4 separate regions of the Zea mays genome follow, and regions 2, 3 and 4 are each linked to region 1. The links are chromatin contacts, called in public Hi-C maps. All regions are on one chromosome and are shown on one strand. The core of a region is the stretch at or near the end of the contact, and the rest is flanking DNA. Distances in the headings are between cores, read along the strand shown.

Region 1 (3,306 bases), core at 479-2,978:
ACATTGCGCCATGTTGAAGAAGAAACATCACCTATATCGTGTTCTCCATCGTCAGCCATGGTTCAATTATGAAGAGACGCTGCCAGTATTCTTTCTTATATGCACCGCGTTGTCCAATTTTCGCTAGTCACTTTTACGCAATTTTTTGTGTTCATTTACGGTCCATTTAGCTTGTTCATGCATGCACGGAGATATTCTCGGAAACGTGACTACAACCCGGGCGATTTTATCTCGGTTTGTTATGAAACAGTTTTTGTATTTACGCTACTAAATAAAATCGGTTACGCAATATTCTCTATATATTTATGGATCGAATTTCCGCTGACATGCATACCATGCGATATTATCGGAAACTACCATTTATCGTTTGTGATTTTCTCGTGTATCTCGTTCGCGAAACAGCTCAACAGTTTACGCTAAAAGATGAACCGGTTTATGCTTTTTTCGCAAATGATTTACGCTTTGGTCCGACCGGACCAGAAGACCTGCGGGCTGCCCCAATCCGCTAATTGGCTAGGGCTTCTCGTTACTAATGGAAGCCTTGGACTTCCACTAGCTCGACACTATACACACAAGCCAATCGAATCAATCCAACTGTTTTATTTTACCTTATGCATTAGTTTATTTCAATCCAAAAATCTGGGGCAACTCAAGTTTATATAGGATGATCTGGTATTGCACCCCGATCGAGTAGAGCCATTTTACTCAATATTGTTTTAAGTCTTTATTTGGTTGTTCACATTCTCAATTCTAGTATTTTTTTCGCTATGTTCTCTAACCAGCTTTTAGTATATATCTAGCTACTAGTTGGCGTTTGTACTCATCGTGAAATTTTCAGGGCATATGATCACGCTCAGGGATGAAATTGGTAAGGAAGCCAAGATCATCTTTGAGTGAAAATCCATTGGTGTCTATTTACTTCTCTTGCGGTCGCCTTAATTATTATTTATTTTATTATATTTTGTTTTATCACTTAAAACTGTTTGAGTATGACTTAAAAATTTACGGCGTCATATATTTAAGAACTAAGGAGTACCATATATATGCACGGACACTTATCTATACGAGTAGATGCTTACACGCCCCGCCCTAACTACTTGTATGAGAAATTTCGTAAGAGATTGATGAGACCAGACTAATAACAAAGCTTAAAATTGTTAAAGACTCGTTTCTGACAAGAGCGCTCACAGAAAGTCGTTGAACACAACCAACCAGGTGAGCCACTCTGATTTCCTGATCTGTTCATAGGCAAGACATTCCGGTGCGCATGGCACGTGACGCGATAGGGACATCAATGGAGCTCGGGCCTTCGGCGGCGTCCCTCTGATGGTTACGTTCCGGATGGTATCGAAACGATCTGAAATCTGCAGCGTTTTGAGGACCACATGATCGATCGAAGCTCTGCAGGCTACTACAAACTACAGTCGACGGCGGCGTGTGCGTGTCCCGACGAATAAAATAAACCAGCGGTTTTGACGCCTTCGCCCTTCAATTCGGCGGTGCCCATCAAGCTGGAGCGGTAAATCTTGGCCACCCATAAAATAATGGCGGAAACGGTTCCATTCAAGAATTTGTGCCGAAGGAAACAAATTCCGCAGTCAACCTAGGCTCTGGCTAACCCATGTCCCAGTTCCCACTGTCATCGCCTCTCTCCTTTCCCTCCCTATATATATATAAACCAACCCCCCTGCAGGTTGGATGGAGTCTTCATTTTCTCCATTACGTGTTCCCAGCTGCATGCCGCAAGTGTCAAACTCCAATTAGTCACCAGCCTTGCTTGCTTGCTTGTCCCAGCTAAGCCGAGGACAGGACACGCGAAGAAGAGGAACGATCAGTCACCAGCCTTGTTTGACATCCTGAGCAGCTTCATCTCCTCCTCCTGGCAAGTTTCTTGGCAAGCTGGTGCTCAAACAATGGCGTGTTAATTAGGAATAGGATAGAACAGGATCGTTGCATCACGCAGCCAAGGAGACATGGCTAGGAGCAGAGAGGTGGCGGGCTGGGGCACGGTGGCCGGAGGAGGCGGCGCGGCGGCCGTGGAGAAGGCGGTGCGGTGCCTCGGCAGGGGCGTCGACATGACGGGCGACCTGAGGCTGAAGCACTGCAAGGACGCGGGGGGCTGCCTGGTCGTCCGGAGCGCCGGGAGGAAGGCGGCGGAGAAGGCCGTCGTGCCGGGCTTCGGCGTCGTCGCCGACCTGCCCGCCGACGTCAGGTGCGGCAAGGGCGACCGGATCAGGTTCAGGTCCGACGTGCTCGAGTTCAACAAGGTTGGTTTGTTCTTCCTGCTGCCAAGTTTCTTTCTTGCGTACTGGAGTAGGGAGGGGGTGGGGAAAAAAAACAAACAAAGTCGTCGAAGCTGAAAGCGTAATTTCTTGAGTTCGATTTTGCGATGTTGACCTGGTGGTGCAGATGTCGGAGGCGTTCAACCACCGGAATTCGCTGGCGGGGAAGATCCCGTCGGGGCTCTTCAACTCCTGCTTCGACCTGGAGAGCGGCTCGTGGGCGGAGGACGCCGCCGCCACCAAGTGCCTCGCCTTCGACGGCTACTTCATCTCGCTCCTGGACCTCCGCCTCGACTGCCGGCCGCTCGCCCTCGCCGACCACGTCGTCGGCGACGTGCCGGCGGCATGGGACCCGGCAGCCATAGCAAGGTAAAATAATGTGGGTTTCCAATTCCAAGGGTGCGATGCGAAATCGTCCCCCACATGCTTGTGCCACGTGGTGTGTGAAAAAATCGCACAGCAGCCGGCGAGTTGAAAGCTTCCTGCAATGCCAGGACTTATTAGACCTGTTCAAACCTTCCAGGCCCCCTGAACCGAAAATTGTGACTGTGAGCATGCAGTTTCATCGAGAGGTACGGGACCCACATCGTTGTCGGGCTGGGCTTGGGTGGGCAGGACGTGGTGTACGTGAAGCAGGACAGGTCGTCTCCGCTGTCCCCGTCCGAGATCAAGGAGCACCTCGACAGGCTCGGTGACCAGCTCTTCACCGGGACCTGCACCCTGCCCCCTTCCAACCGCAAACTCAGGGAACACAAATCTAAGGTCAGCGACACCAGACCAGAGCAGCTCAACACCCCCCCTCTCCTATGTTACTCAACTGGACTGCTGGATGTGGATCACAAACAGGTCCCTGAGGCGTTCAATGTGTTCGATGCCCAAGTGACACAGCAAGGGCTCCAAGGAATAATGGCTACTCCAGTGTCCTGCAAAGAGGTAGCTCAGTAATTTTCCACATGTCACAGCTAACAGCGAGCGAGGAGGAGCTGAACTGAACTGAACTGATGCAGGGCGTGACGGTGATACA
Region 2 (3,306 bases), core at 205-2,704, 250 kb before region 1:
TAGTGATCTACGGGAAAAAAACATTATGCATGTGGGATGCAAATCCATCTATTTGAAGCCCTTTACATTCACTACCTGCAGACTCACGAACAGACATCAAAACCTTTGACTGTTTGCTCTTTTTTTATATGTTCGTGTGTGACAGATGTGAGGGAATATAAGGAGGTGTTTAGTTTTTAGAGACTAATTTTTAGTTTCTCTATTTTAGTTACTATAGTTACTAAATTGTAAAATACGAAAACTAAAATATAGTTTCATTTTATATATTTAACAATTTAGAGACTAAAATTAAATAAAATGGAGGGGTTAAAATTTAGTGGCTATAAACCAAACATCCTCTAAATTGATGAGTGTATCCCGGATGCATAGGATTTTTGGCTGATCCACAGCCTCAGCCGACGCGTCAAATCGACCAACCCAAAGGCTTTAAAAAGTAAAAGAAAATTATTGGAGATTCACATTCACCGCTGGAGCTTCAAATATTATAAGCAGAGGATGAACGTTTTTATATAAAAACAATAGAACTAAGGGTATGAATTTAGAAAACCGAAAACAATATTGGTTTGGGGTGGTAGACTCGCAGTCGATCAATTGTGGGGCGATTCGGCGGAGCCATACGATCGGAGGAAACCGAGAAATCTAGCGCGCCGCGTCGCTTCGCCGCCGCCAGCTTCCAGAACAACCGACAGCCAGCGCGCGAAACTGGAAGCTTCGAAAGCAAATTAACGATATCGCGTGGACAGCAGGGAACAGCGTCGATCACGTACCTGTTGTCGGGGTGGATGACGAGGTCGTGGAGGAAGCCCTCCGCGGCGCCTTCCCCGGCGAGCGGGCGGCGCCTGCGCCGGCGCGGGCGGAAGCGGCCGAGGCGGAGGTCGGAGCCGAAGAGCGCGAGGCGGCTGCCACGGGAGGAGGCGATGTGGTCGCACACTTCCTCCACCTCGTACTCCTCCGAGGACTCCTCCTCGGGCTCCGTGCCGCCCTCCGCCACCCTACGCTTCGACCCCAGCCCCATCACCATTATCGCAGCTTCGTTACCAACGGCTTGCAGCGGCAGCGATAGGAAGGAATCCCGAGCGGGGCAGTGATGGCGGTGGCACTGTGGCAGGAGATGGTGACGGTGGGGGCCACGGTCGTCGGGCGGCTGCGAGCGTGCGGCGTGCGTTTGAACTTGCAGGGGGGCGGGGCTGCCATTTATAGGCGGAGAGGCTGAGCTCACGGAACGATGGGGGCAAAGCTGCTGAGCACTGAGCAGGGCAAGCCGTGAAAGGGTTTAAACCGCGGCGAGGAAACCAGCAAGGGAAAAGGGGATAGATGCGTCGTCCTCCGGTGATAGGCGGTGATGTGGGATGGACGGCACGGCAGGCGGGGGACTCCTAACCCTGGCCTCTGGGGATGCCGGGAGAGCGAGGGGCCGGGAAGGCAAAACCAAAGGGGTTTGTATCACTGGTGGATAGACCGCACGGCAGAGGCGGGAGACTCATAGCCCTGGCCCCTGGGGATGCCGGGAAAGCGAAGGGCCGGGAAGGCAAAACCACAAGGATTTGTTTCATGGGATGGGAGATGTATTTATTTAGTTTTCTTGCTTAACTAACGTAATGTGTCTATGTACTTATGTGTGACCTTTGATCTATGTTTCATAATCATAGGTGTTTTTTTCTAACTTTTTTTTTTGAAAAAAATGCATCCTCTCTTAACCCTTTTCAATGCAACACCACTTAAAATAATTAGTATACAGTGCATGCTAACGCTACGATCCCATGTAGGATAGGGATCGACGACGATTATGACGATAACGGCGCGAGAGAAAGGGTTGACGGCACGGCGGCGGTGACACGGATGAGGAGAGGGGATGGCGGGGACGCGGAGGGAGATGAAGCGATGATAGATGATCTAAATAATATTGTCCATTGCATTTGAGTGAGTAAGGAAGAGAGGTTTATATAACAATTTGAACCGTTGTTTTGATGATGTGTTAAGTTTAGGTATAATTTATTTGGTGAATTTTGTGGAGGCCATGGGTGTAAGGATAATTTGGTTTGGTGGGTTTTACAAAGTTTAAAGTGGTGGATTATATAATGAGGTATAGATTAGATGTTGTATGTTTGTGTGTATGGATATAAAAAAATGAATTTACTAGCTATGTCATAGACTAGTCATACATTAAATTAATCTTATATAATAGAGTAGGTTATTTGTCTTGGTATTAGACATAGTAAACCAAGCTATGTCACCATAATTTTATATATAGTTTTCTTCTCTTACATATTAAACTCTTAAATTATTTGATATGCCACCAAAAGATCCTATATTGCGCTCATTAATTATATACTCACTCCCACATTAAGTAATAAGACATTTTAATGTTTCAATACGATACTTTTAAGTATGTTTCTATATATATTGTATATCTAATTACATAATAATATTTTATATATCGAGAAAAGTTAAAATATTTTATATATTAAAATAGAAGAAGTACAATATGATATAATAAGAATAATCTTAGGCTCCGTTGGGATCCGTGGAATTGAATTTCACTATAATAATCATAATTTATGACATATATTAATTAAGCTAAAAAGGTTTTTATACATAATTTATTTATATGCTATTGTTGACTATATTGGGGAGGTATATATATGCTATATTTTTACTATATGGGAATGAACCGAAGAGCGTGTTACAAATTGTAGAGTAGAAACATAGAATAGTGATAAATAAAATTAATTTCCACCCATCATCTTATGAATTTGAGATAGACTTTTATCTAAACTTTAGAAAGCGATGGAATGTCAAATTCCAACAAATAACCTACTGAAAGGTAAATAAGGTTAACTTTTTCCCACAATTATTTTTGGTGGTTGAATGCCCAACACAAATATATGGACTAACTAGTTTGCTCTAGAATACATGTTCTACAGGTGCAAAAAGGTTCAATACAAACCAATAAATATTCAAGTTAGGGATCAAATACTAAGGAGCAAAAGAAACTTGAATGTGCTGAGGAACGGCGCACCGGACTGTCTGGTATGCCACCGGACAGTGTCCGGTGCACTAGGACCGTACAACTCAAACCAGCCACTTTCGGGTTTCTGCGGGCGCGCTCCGCTATAATTCACCGGACTGTCCGGTGTGCCACCAGAGCAACGGCTACTTCGCGCAACGGTCGACTGCAAAAGCTGAAGAACAGAAGAACAGTGCGCAACAGTGCGCGGCAGAGTCAGAGCGCAGAGTCAGTGGAGCACCGGACAATGAATAGGAGCTGTCCGGTGTGGCACCGGACTGTCCAGTGCAACAAGAAGA
Region 3 (3,306 bases), core at 448-2,947, 170 kb after region 1:
ACTTCTGCTCAACGAGCACCAAACAAGGTGGGCATTCTCCCTCATGGCAATTGACCTTGCACCTATGCACCCCACATGGCAGTTTCTTATCGCATATCTTGTCGCAGGTGGGAATTGCGTCCAAGCAGCTCGCCCTCCTCTCCTGCAGCCTGGTCTTGCCGCAATGGCATGTACGGACCTTGCCTGGCATGAGCTCACACTCCCCACAAGGCCCTGGGTGGCACATATCCTTGCAAGCATGGTTCCCACAGGCAAGCGTGCGGCCACACACCTCGTTGCAAGAAAACACCCCGTCCTCCTCAGACAGCTTCCCCTTTACCATCATATCTCCACATTGCAGTGTCTCATTCTTCTTCCCGCAGAAGCACCGTGCAGAAATGGGAACAGCGCAATCCCCGCAAGAACCAGTGTGGCAAACCTTCTCGCAGCGATGCCTTTTGCAAGGCAGCAGCTGTTCACAAGGGCGGCCACAGGTAACAGGCGTGCTCCGGTCCGCACACCGCCGCCCGATGATCTCCTTCCCGCAGGGGCAAGGTCGATTCGGAGCAAATGCTTTGCATGGCGGGCACGGGCCCGGATGGCACTGAAGGACGCAGACGTGCGGGCACCTGGTGGCGTCAACATCCTCACCCTTGGCGCAAAGGGGTTCCGCCCTCTCGAGGGGCTTGGAGCAGGGCTCGCCGCAGGAGTGGGGTGTGAGGAAATGGTCGTTGGGGGGATCTCTCTGGCGCCCGCAGAAGCAGGTGTAGGCGAGGTCGCGGGCCAGGGTGGCGTACACGGACTGACACCCCGGGCAGCGCCAGGAGAGGGAGGCGGGGTCTGCTGCCGGGGATGCGTCGGCGGCGGAGGCCGGGGAGCGCACCCACTTGCGGATGCAAGGGAGGTGGAATATGGAGAAACAGCTGCCGCAGGACCAGATGGGCGCCGACCGCCGCACCATGTCGTAGCAGATCATGCACTCCACCGCGCCGCGGGCGAGCTTGTCCTGGATCTCCTGCACCAGCTGCGGCACCGCCCCATCGCCCCGAGTCTCCACCGCCGCAGGCGCCGGTGCGTGCTCACGGGCAGGGGCAGGCGGCGCGGGAGCCGGCCTCTCCGGCGGCGGACCGCGGCGACGGTGTCCTGCGTTGTCGTTTTGCTCCTGAGGCGCGGCGGGGCGGTGATTCTGGTTGTTGCCGTGGTTGGAACGGCGCGAGCGGCGGCGGGGCGGGCGGGCCTCCGGGGCTGAGCTAGGGAGGGGCAAAATCGGGCCGGCGGCGGCGGGGCCCGCGGCGGAGCCGGGGGAAGAGGCGGCGGGGCGGGCTCGCCACACACGGGAGGCGGTGGCCACGGGTCCACCTCCGCGGCGGCGATCGGTGGAGGGCTGCATACGGCGGCGGGAGGGGAGGAGTAACCCTAGGGTTGCGGCGCCGCCCGCCGTCGGGTCTGGGTTAGCGGTGGGGTATGGAAGAGTGTTGGTGAAGGGGGTGGAGTGCGGTGGGGGTGGGGGGAATGGATACAGCGGCGGAGGAGGATAGTGGTGGTGAGTAACGGGAGGGGTGGGAGGGTATTTGATTGGGAGGAGCCTTGGAGAGGACGGCGATCCGGCGAGGGGGATGGGGGAAGAGGAAGGAGAGAGGAGGCCTGGTTCTGTCCGCGGATGGTTCGAGATGACGAGGTGTATGGTGCGATACGATCGGGTCGGTTCAGTTCTGCGGCGGTGACGTCACCACGTGTGTATTACTCCCGGCCTCCGGCCTCCGGCGTTGCTGTGGTACCGATAGATCGGGACATCGTCAATTGTCAACTAAAACTCAAAAAAGAAAAAAAAAAGGTGTTGTAAAAAAAATCGATTCGTACAGAGAAACCAAAAAGTGTGGAGATATATATTGCACTTCGTTCCTTCTTAAATATTTAATAATATAGGTTTGAACACGAAATTTAAAAAGAAATCAAAAGCGCTAATGGGTGGAAAGAGAGAAGTAAAGATGAAGATCTAATGAGAATATAAAATATTAGAAAAAATTAAAATTAAGATTAAATATTTTAAAACAAACTTTAAATTGTAAAATATGAATTATTTAAAAATATGGGGAGTATGCCTACACTCTCATTCTGCCAGACGCATACTCCCACTTTTGTTTTTCGTTTCAGAAAAGCTGTTTTTGTTCTGTCATAGTCAAAGCAGGAAACTTGGGCGCCACGGACATGGAGGCATCTCGGAAAACCGGATCCGTACGTTACTTTTATTCTGGTCGTGCCCCTCGGGGTGCTCCACACCACTTCCAACGAGAATCAATTTCACTAACGCCCCGTTTGAATTATTGGAATTGAATTTCATTCTAATAATAGTAATTTATGCATATATCAATTAAGCTAATTTATTTTTATACAAAATATATTTATATACTATTATTAGCAAGATGTCGGAGATATTTATGTGCTATATTTTTACTATAGAGGAGTGAGACAAAGAGTGTCACTTAAGTTATAGAGTAGAAACAAATTCTACTACTGTATAAAATCATTTCCCATCTCCCAACCCATGAATTTGAGATAGACTAATATCTGAACTTTGGAAAGCGGTGGAATGTCAAATTCCAAACTAAATAAGTTATTTTATTTAGTGAATTCCAATTCCTCTAAAATGAAGGGATCCAAACGCCCCGTAAGCATTTTCAGTTTTAATTTAATCAAAAAATTACATTTTCAGTTTTAATTTAATAAAAAAATTAGAATAATATATGTGACGACATGTATTTATATATGTGTATCACTACTCATCACATAAGTAGTAATCAACAGTAAAATATACATAAATGCTAAGAATAAAGTGTATCCTACAGAGGGACCGATGCTCAAGGCATTAGTGGCTCTATTCACATGAGACATCTCGTGTGTATGTTCGATGTAGTCGTACGCAGTCAACACAGACATATGTACGCAGTGCAGTCCCTCGAACGGCGCCGACGACGAGGAACTTTATCAGTGCTGGTCGAGCGGACGAAGCGAGCAGACGCGAGTACGCTCTCCAAAAACCTGATCGCTCGCACACCATGCAAGTGTCTCTCTGCGGACGGCGGTTTCGGAGGCCTGCTCTCCCACACTCTCTGTGCTCGTAGAAGGTGAGATGAGAATGGATGTGTGCAACACGTCTGAGACTGTACAAGCGTATTATGCTATCAAGCTAGAAGCAGCTTCCCTTCCTCGTATATATATACACGCGCAGACGGAGGCCAACGGACAGTAATGGTCGCCATCAGAGCTACTTTAACGTACGACAGTATGGACGGTCATCACACTAGACAAAATGTGCAATCGTTAGGA
Region 4 (3,306 bases), core at 604-3,103, 130 kb after region 1:
GGCAATTCTTGCCTTCTGTCGGGTGGCGCACCCGGACAGTCCGGTGCACCACCGGACAGGCACTGTTCAGTGTCCAGTGCAGATTGCTTTCCTAAATTGGCGCAGCCGACCGTTGAAGATTTGGAGCCGTTGGCGCACCGGACACTGTCCGGTGCCCCCATCAGACCGTTAGCTCGGCCACGCGTCACGCGCGGATTGCGCGGCCGACCGTTGGCGCGGCCGACCGTTGGCTCACCGGACAGTCCGATGCACCACCGGACAGTCCGGTGATTTTTAGTCGTTCGCCGTCGTCGAGACCCGAGAGTAGCCAGTTGACCAGACTCCAGCCTGGCGCACCGGACACTGTCCGGTGCACCACTGGACAGTCTGGTGCACCTAGACTGCGCAGAGTCTTGGCTGCTCCAGCAAGTCTTTTCCGTTTTGTCTTTTCTCTGATTCTAGCACTTAGACAAATATGTTAGTACACAAAAACTAATGTACTAAGTCTAGAATCATACCTTGTATCTTGATTTTCACTGCTTGAGTCTTTGGCACAATTGAACACTTAAACCATTTGTGTTGGGCACTTAATCACCAAAATACTTAGAAATGGTCCAAGGGCATATTTCCCTTTCAGTAAGGTAGTCCTCCACTAGATTTCCTAATTAGTAAGCCAAGGTGTCCCATTCCACCCTTGTGGTAGCACGGTTATCTCAAGTTAAGCTCCATGTTCCAATTAACATGATGATCTTGTCATGAACAATAACTAAAACAACAACATAATTGGAATATGGTCATAATTCAAATGTAACATTAATCTCAAGACCAGGTAGAGCAATAGCATGTCTACCCAATAGTTCAGTTGTCTGCAAGGGGTGGGGTAAACAAACTAGGGAAACCTATTAGGTCCCATCAAATTAACCTAAGCATGTCACATTGATGAACAAGAATATTATTAGGTAAAGAAGAGTGATCAAGGGCATAACTTGCCTTAGACTTGGGATCCCAGATACTTCACCAAATTGGTCTCCGGGTGACCCGTAACCTCGCTGGTACTAGTAGCAATACATACAAATAGACAAGAAGTACATAAAAATAACATTATACCAAACATGAGAACAAACACCATAAGAATATTCTACGCGCTGCTACGAGATTGTGGGTTCGAGAATCACTAGAATCAGAGTTATGGTTCAAAAGATTTAGTTTTCTGAAGTTTAGGTGTTTAAACAATAAAACTATATTATATGTTGATTAATAAAATAACGTGAGAAAATACATTAAGGAAATAACTAATTCAACAGTAATTTAAGTTATATCTTAATTGGAAATCATATCTTCACCACTTATGGAGGAATCGATTATAATATCACATTTAACCTGTATTAGAAAAGTTAATTTGATAACTAGAGATTAATTAATTATTTTCAAGAATATGTTTCATGACAAAATAAAGTTACTAAAGTGTAGGCAAAATCATTATGAAGATAACACAACTTGAGCGGGTCAAATTAGAGTTAAAATGAAATAGTTATGAATTCCCTAGGTTCTCTATAATTTTTTATACAAAAATCATTTTCTGTATTTAGTTTACAAATTCCTGGATTCGCTGGACTATGGACACTATTTACAGAAGTTCGGGGGTCTGATCTGAAAGAAAACGGACTTGGTGCAATGGTTCTACTATAGCCATGAACTGTGGGTTAAATATAATAAACCACATAGACTCTTTATTAAGTTTGCCACGGTCGGACGGGTACGGGCACAGGTGGTCCGCTAGATCTAGATTCGATGGCTACAGATAGATTATGAACTTGTATCTCTTGCTAGCCCTAGGTTCCGAGATCGATGGTTCTGATTTAATTACTTAGATCACTAGTCCCGACCGCCCAATTGAGATCGAACGCCCGAGATAACCCCAAGGCGAAACGGTACGACTCCCCTAGTCACAACCACTGATCCCCAGAACGACGGCCAACATCTTTCTTCCACCTCCCGCAACCCACACGCGGTAGCACCGCCGATCCGAGGCCTAGATTTCGCCAGAGATGCGCTCATCCGAGCTTCTAGGGCCTAATCCGAGCGCTACCGGGAGGAGGGCAAACGCTGGTGTGAACATGAAGGGGTGGCGTACCAGTGCACAGCGCGGCGAAAACCCCATCCGCAGAGCAGTGTGATCCCCTGACGAAGCTTCATCGTCGGCAAGCAATTGCCAGCCCTCCGATCGATCACCCCTCCAAACAACGCCACAGACACATCCGCCAGGATAGGCCGAGCCTCCCTGGCCGTGTTCTTAACTCAGACGACGGCACTCCCTCCGATTGGCCAGCGGCAACAACCTTCACTCCGCCCAGCGGCAACTCTCCCTCACGTTGGCGTTCATGGCCGACAAAACTGGTTTCAAGGAACAGGTGGCCAGGGGAGGTGACCTTATAGCGTAGAGACGCGGGGAGAGTCCACGCGGTTGGTCCACCGACGAGATTTCCTCGCACGGCCATGCCGAGGTTGTTACGACAGGGCATGGTGGGCGTTGTCCCATGCCCCACCACTCGGTGCCCGCGCGTGCGCAGCAGAGAAATTTCTCCTGGATCCATGTGTCAGCGCGAGGGTGTTTGACAGACGGCCCCCGCCTGTCGGCCCCTACGGCCATGCAGGCTGAGCGCGCGCGCAGTGGCACCATGGAGGGAATGGGCTAACGCGTGGGACCCAATCGTCATTGAATGGGAGCGCGCGAGGCAGCGGGATTTGGGCCGCGTGAGATGAGTTTGTGGTGATGATGGGTCGTCTGGTGATGTGCAGACTGGGCCGAAGAGGGGAAAACAGCCCAAGTATCTATTCTCTTTTCTTTTTCCTTTAATCTTTTCTGTTTTCTTATTTGCCAAATTCAATTATGAATATATTTTGGATTTTCAAACTCAAATTAGATGCAGAATAAAAAAACTCAGCTTGTGATGCAATATTCATATTATTTTATGTATTCATTTATTTAATATCCTACATAAGCAAATGCTTTTGGATATGTAGATCACACATAATTATTTTAAGAAAAATAGTTTCTCTATTAATAGATGCTCTAACATTTATCCTTATATAATACTTATAAATTTCAACAAAGGATAATTTATATAAGAATACTTTTATTGAATCTTCATTATAAAACATTTATTTTAGGAGATGAGACTTCAAAAGTTATGAGAATTCTAAAAAAATATTCTAATTCAAAATCTTTGGAAAATTTTACTATCTTCTCAAAATGAGTGTTGGGGTGTTACAGAGAGGTAGTTGAATGTCTTGGTATTTGGGAGTATTGCTACTGGTAGGTTTGGG

The links. Hi-C and Micro-C count contacts between places; a contact is called where the count stands out from the background.
Region 2: a Hi-C map of leaf shows a contact between it and region 1, with 4 times the contacts expected there. The contact joins the promoter of LOC103637774 here to the promoter of LOC100192049 in region 1. A contact is called at or near these places in 8 of 25 Hi-C or Micro-C datasets (bundle sheath, ear, leaf and 2 more) and 1 of 3 datasets of contacts at active chromatin or transcription factors (leaf).
Region 3: a contact with region 1 is called in a Hi-C map of leaf, with 2.9 times the contacts expected there. The contact joins the promoter of LOC103629098 here to the promoter of LOC100192049 in region 1. A contact is called at or near these places in 6 of 25 Hi-C or Micro-C datasets (bundle sheath, ear, leaf and 1 more).
Region 4: a contact with region 1 is called in a Hi-C map of leaf, with 4 times the contacts expected there. The contact joins the enhancer-like site here to the promoter of LOC100192049 in region 1. A contact is called at or near these places in 6 of 25 Hi-C or Micro-C datasets (bundle sheath, ear, endosperm and 2 more).

What each region holds. Positions count from the first base shown.
Region 1 is chr9:2,054,323-2,057,628 of Zm-B73-REFERENCE-NAM-5.0, forward strand. LOC100192049 (MACPF domain-containing protein) reads left to right here and starts at 1,729. Exons shown (of 8, transcript NM_001365510.1): 1 at 1,729-2,267; 2 at 2,410-2,651; 3 at 2,843-3,044; 4 at 3,129-3,215; 5 at 3,290-3,306. The coding sequence starts at 1,974.
Region 2 is chr9:1,799,935-1,803,240 of Zm-B73-REFERENCE-NAM-5.0, forward strand. It overlaps LOC103637774 (potassium channel KOR1), which reads right to left and starts at 1,455. Exons shown (of 12, transcript XM_008660831.3): 1 at 768-1,455. The coding sequence starts at 1,021.
Region 3 is chr9:2,219,899-2,223,204 of Zm-B73-REFERENCE-NAM-5.0, forward strand. It overlaps LOC103629098 (NF-X1-type zinc finger protein NFXL1), which reads right to left and starts at 1,698. Exons shown (of 1, transcript XM_008650302.3): 1 at 1-1,698. The coding sequence starts at 1,369.
Region 4 is chr9:2,185,733-2,189,038 of Zm-B73-REFERENCE-NAM-5.0, forward strand. No RefSeq gene overlaps it. Among protein-coding and RNA genes, the nearest start is that of LOC103639653, 25 kb to the right of the region's middle. Within about 2 kb of position 1,854, at least 17 of the 20 cell types and tissues checked have an H3K27ac peak or open chromatin away from gene starts, as enhancers often do. A contact at or near this core is called in bundle sheath, ear, endosperm and 2 more, where this site is marked.